Linked DNA regions of Mus musculus: region 2 is linked to region 1. The links are chromatin contacts, called in public promoter capture Hi-C maps. All regions are on one chromosome and are shown on one strand. The core of a region is the stretch at or near the end of the contact, and the rest is flanking DNA. Distances in the headings are between cores, read along the strand shown.

Evidence for each region. Promoter capture Hi-C pulls out the DNA fragments that hold promoters and counts their contacts.
Region 2: a contact with region 1 is called in a promoter capture Hi-C map of hippocampal neurons, with 7 times the contacts expected there. The contact joins the promoter of Tbx19 here to the promoter of Dnm3 in region 1.

What each region holds. Positions count from the first base shown.
Region 1 is chr1:162,476,452-162,479,351 of GRCm38.p6, forward strand. Dnm3 (dynamin 3) reads right to left here and starts at 1,583. Exons shown (of 21, transcript NM_001038619.2): 1 at 1,212-1,583. The coding sequence starts at 1,372. It overlaps Gm31985 (a long non-coding RNA gene), which reads left to right and starts at 215. Exons shown (of 3, transcript XR_373653.3): 1 at 215-424.
Region 2 is chr1:165,159,393-165,162,145 of GRCm38.p6, forward strand. Tbx19 (T-box 19) reads right to left here and starts at 1,381. Exons shown (of 8, transcript NM_032005.4): 1 at 974-1,381. The coding sequence starts at 1,170.

The sequences.
Region 1 (2,900 bases), core at 333-2,832:
GATGCACTCCTCACACAAGGCCATTAAGGTAACTCAATCCTTCCTGAATTGTTTGCTGGAAAAAACGTTGATTTCTGACTCAAAACAATAACAACTCTTTGTTGTTGTTTAAAATTGTGAGACATGAAGCTATAACTACAATTTGAATTCTGGATGTTATCTTGAAGACCCGCTGGATAAACAAGAGCTTAAGGAATGCAAGAGGATTGGTGGGGGGCGGGAGGGGGGAGGCGGCGCATGGCATAGAAAGAGTGCAAGAGAGATGCTGGTCAGTTCTGAGATGGTGCAGGAATGACAAGGCACCTGAACATCGCAAGTCCACGGTCATCCCTGGAGGTCTCGGGTTTTCAGTCATGCCTGAGCAGTGAATGGGTGCACACTCATAAACACACCACCGTTTATTCTTCAGCTCCCAAGGCGAATGGTAGGCAAGCATCTCCCCGTAAGCCTTCACCACAGGGATTTCGGGGTTCACACACCCCGCCTCCCCTGCTCGGGGCAGGCGATGACTGTTTCAAACAGTGTAAGCCTTCACCACAGGGATTTCGGGGTTCACACACCCCGCCTCCCCTGCTCGGGCAGGCGATGACTGTTTCAAACAGTGTAAGCCTTCACCACAGGGATTTCGGGGTTCACACACCCCGCCTCCCCTGCTCGGGCAGGCGATGACTGTTTCAAACAGTAAACAGCTGAGATGAGAGTCAGGGACAGGGGATGGGGGGCCGGGGCGGCGGGGGGGTGGGGTGGGGGAGAGGGGGGTGTGGACGAAGAAGGAGGGGTACATCCCGGCTGAGAGCTTCCAGGAGAGTGACAGGGAAAGGAGAGGGGTGTTGAGAAAGAGAACTGGCGACTGGAAAGCACCAGGCTGCGCTTCCAGGCTGCCAGGGGCTGGCGCGCACCAAGCCAGCGAGGGAAGTGGATCCCAGGGCGTACCCCGACTCCCCCACCGAGGGTGGGGAGGAAATGGCTTTGTATGGCAGGATGAAAGGCAGACAGGGGGTCACCACCGGGTAGAGAATGCTGGGGCGAAGGATGCTCAGAGCAAGGAGGACCCCGCCCGCTCTAGAAACACTAGTGCTCTGCCTCCAATCCGCTGCAGCCTCTAGTCCACCCTCGGGGCTCCCCACACCGTTCCATGTTCCAACGGCCTGAAGCACGGGGCTCCCCCCACCCCCACGGACGCGCCCCCACCGCGCTCCCGGTGCGCTCACCTGCCCACGAAATTCTCGAGCACTGAGCTCTTGCCGGCGCTCTGGCCGCCCACCACGGCGATCTGTGGCAGCTCTAGCAGACAGCTCTGTCCCAGAGCCGAGAAAGCGTCCTGCAGACGGTTCACCAGAGGGATCAGCTCTTCCATCTCCCGGTTCCCCATCTTGCCTGTGCGGCCAACTGCCCCACAGGTCCCTGTTCGACTGTGTGACCTGGCAGGCAGCCCAGGCCTCGAAGCACTTGTCCCGGTTGTCGCTGTGCGGGGCTCACACGGCGGAGTCCCTGCACCGATGTCCGATCCCTGCCTCCCACTGCTAGGATCCTGACAGCTCACAGCCCACGACGCGCTTGCGCAGCCCAGAGAGGCGAAGGAGGCGTGGCCTGGTCCTGAGACGGTCACGCCCACACCACGCCTCTCGCCCTGCTTCTCCCTAGAGTTTCCAATCCTACTGGCCTACGGTTGGACTGCCTCCCAGCTTCAGTCAGATGCCACTGCCCAGGCTAAAGGGCAGAGTACTGCACTTGGTCAAGGAAAAGCCTAAAATCACACCCAACAGGAATTGTTGTTCCTTTTGAAGGAGCTAAACCACACAGACGAAGCCTAGAGGAAAGCACTACCATCTACCATCAGCTAACAGCACGTTGACATCAGCTTCACCATGCACCACCACCACTGTACGCACCAGAATACATTTCCCAAAAGGAAATCTCACATTTCACCCCCTACTCCAAAACCCCAGATTGCTGTGGGATGCAGAGATAAACTGGCCTTTTAGAGTCAATCCCCATTAGAAAACTGGGTTACCTGACCTTATTGAAGTACTCATCATTACCAGCCTGTCCTACTCTACCTTCTGTAAGCTAAAGTGTAGTTCCTTGAACCTTTCTGTTCCCTACTCCTACCATACTCATTCTGGCTTTTAGAATTCCTTGCCTGAGCTAACTGTCCTTTTAGCTCCTGGTCAGGACAAAGAGATTGGCTGTTGAGTCCATTGTAACCACGCAGTCTGCACTCGATCCGTTAAATTTAGCACACTGAGAAGAGTCTGTGCCCGGAGATGGAGACACGAAGATAAATGGCCATGGTTCTTCACCTCCTTATCGTGGTCCTGTTTCCTGTGCATTTTGAATACTGATACCTCTCAGGATTTAGTGCGCAATATTTACTTGTCCTGCACATCTTCCATCTGATGATTGCCCAATGGCTTTAAGTAACCTAAAGACTAGAGACTACATAGGAAAATGTGTTGCATCTCTAGCACCCTGGGGTCTTCACTGTCACTTAGGCATCACCATTGCACTATTGCCCTTCTAGGACAACAGTGAACCAAGTCTGAGCCTGCCCCACGTTTCCTAGGCTCGGTGGCTCTCTGGATATGCTATATGATAGCTGAGTCAGTCTTTCACTTTTCATGCCTGCAAAACCAGTACCACATGGAGTACAGAGCCATGCTTTGCTGCCGGTTTGGGATGGAAACTTTGGACCACTATTGCAGCAACCTCTACGCACTGACCCTGAGGAGCTGGTGGCAGGGACGTCTGTGGCAGAAGAGGGTGGAGGCTGGTCATATTGCATCTATAGTCAGAAGGCAGAGTTAAACGGATGCTGATCATCAGCTACCTTTGTCCTTCCTAGGCAGTCAGAAATCTCAGAAATCCCAACACGTGGAGTAGTCCCACCTTAACTAACC
Region 2 (2,753 bases), core at 131-2,630, 2.7 Mb after region 1:
TTCGTTGCTGTGTTTTATTCATAATTACAAAGCTAAGACACCAGAAATTGAAGGCTTTTTATCAACGACAAAAGTCAGCCTGAGGTTCAGCTAATTTCAACTTTTCTCTCTAAGCAAAATTTCTCTCAAGGTGTAAGAAAAAGAGTCTGGGCTCAACTAACACTACTGAAAATGTCCTTCGGGTACTTTGTGTCCATAGGTACCCAAAGATGTGTGAGCATGCAGTGGGAGTCTCTTTCAAAACATTTGCATCTCCTCTGCTAAGCTCAAGCTTTAAAGTTCCCTCAAAGGCGCCTAACAGGCTAAGCTTCACAGGATCTGAGAAATGCCAGCAGGGAGCGGTATGGACAATCCCCACTCTTTGCAGGGAGAATGAAAGAAGAAAACTTCTCTTTCCTAAAACTGGGCATTAGAGCTTCATTCCCTATTATACGCCAGCTTTCCTAACTATGTGAAACACACAATCGAAACTCATTCTCCCTCAACATGCACAAGGAAGCAGGCAGAGAGAGATAGGCCATGTGGCCCTTTCAATCCCAGTCTTCAACTAGTCAAAATCGTCTGACAGACAGGTGTGCTGTGCTTAAGAACAAACTATCCAGTTTCCAAATAAAGTCAACTTTCACATTATCTGAACAGGACTGAACACAGGTCTGCTCCAGGGGACACAGTCATTCAAAAATTAATACCAGTTTCTGACAGTTGAGTCCACTTCCCCAATGCATGGGGCATGCTCCCCTGCAAAATAATTCCCCATATAATACATGTAGGTAAGACAGGTGGCCTCCATCTTCCACTGCTCTGATTATCTCAAAGAAATTAAGTTGGCTGAGTGACGGCCAGCCGAGACTGTCTTTAAGATGTTCAGAGCCTGCTGCCTCTGAACGAAGAGTGGTAGCCTCTTTACTACCAAAGGTGTCTTACCTTCCTCGCCAAGCAAAGGCTAGCACAAGTGGGCTGCAGTCAAACTCACCTGCCGTTCTTGGTCACGATCATTTCATTAGTGACTTCCTTGAATCTCTGCCAGAGGGGAGCATCCTCCAGGATGATCTGAAGTTGCTTCTCTGTAGGGTCTCCCTTCTCCCTCCCTGCCTGGAGCTCACTTTCCACCACGTTAAGCAGGCGAGACACAGTGCCTTCGCCAGCCTTCTGTGTGGCCAGTTCACTCATGGCTGTAGACCCTTTCAAACTTTGCTGAGAGCCGTTCCCACTTTCTCTGCCTCCGGCTCCTTCCTTCCCTCACTTGCTGGCTTTTCGACCCCAGCTGGTCAGTGTCTGGGAGTAGAATAAGATGCCTTGGCTCTTGCTAAAGCTTCCAGTGTGACACCCCTGAAAGTCTCCAAATTATACCACCAACCTGTTAAGCTTCAGTTGGGGAGCAGGGAGGAGAGGGTGGGGGGAGGTGGAGAAGAAAAAGCGCTCTCTTAATTACTCACTGGATCAGGTGGGAGTCAGCCTGGCTTTCCCATTGGCCGCCCTGCCTACAGTAGACGTTTAAGAAGAGTACTCCATCCAAATTATCAGGCTTTTATCTTGTTGTACCTGAAGAGGTCTAATCGGTGTATTGAGGACCGTTTTCCCGTTAATTAAAATTATTCCAGGCCCGGACTGCAACAATCAGTCAAATCATGTCTGCGTATAAATTGTGGCATGTGGCACCTATAGAAAAGGAGGTGCTGGCAGGGGAGCCACAAACTTGCTGTCTGGGCAAGCTGTCCTGGCAGAGTAGTCAGCTGAACTCCCTCCACCCTGATCTAGCAACTTGAACAGACACAGAAGCCCTGCAGACAAGAGCAGTCTATGCTGAGGGTGAAGGGCTCTGTGCCAAGATACAAGACCTGAGAATAAAGGAAGTCTCTCTGCATGCTACACTCAAGAAACTGAAGTCAGGAGGAAAAGAACTACAGACCTCTTTCCCCTAGGGAGCTCCTCTGTCATCTCCCCACTGACTGTACCCACCCACATTCACACCCTTTTTACCTCTAAGGTCCTTTTCATTTTCAGCTTTGAACTTTGATCTTCCTCCCTCGAATCCAGACCCCTAGTCTCTCTTATCTCCAGTCCTAGTGAAAGGAAGGGGGAAAGTAATTTGTCCTGAACTATTCTAAGAAAAACTCTGCGCCTCCTGGGTGGGAATCAACGTTTTACATCATTGGACTGAGTGATGCTAATCGTTGGTCCAAAAAGGCTCCCAGTTCTCTTTTGGGACAGCCGTGGCCAACGCTGTCCTTCCGGATTGAGTCCCGCTATTCCCTGAGGATGTAATTAGTAGAAACGGTTACTTCTCCTAAAGACACAGCACAGGGTGGCTGGATGGGGAGGTAGAAACCATGAAGGAGACCATCAAAACAGCTGGAACACCCCAACCCTAGGAGAGCCTAGGGTGCTGGTTTATCTTGTTATAAAAGAAAACAAGAATGTCAGAGCAATGGGGAAATAAAAGCAGAAAACTTAGGGGGAGTCTGAATGTGGAGGATGCCAAACATGAACTGAGTACCTACTAAGCACTCCACAGAAGTGATAGAAGAGAAGCGATATCTTCGTAGAACGACCCATCTGACAGGGGAAAGAAGTGACATGAAGTAGTTTGGTTATCAGCCACGGTAAGAAAATAAAGATCATGCAAAAGGACGAAGTGGTGGAGGAAGCCATGCAAGGTGAGGCGGGGCTGGGGTGGGGAGGGTCCTGATTAGATGCTGTGCTGTAGAAAGGCGATTTGAGAAGGCATCTCAACAGTGACGGAAAGGACACAG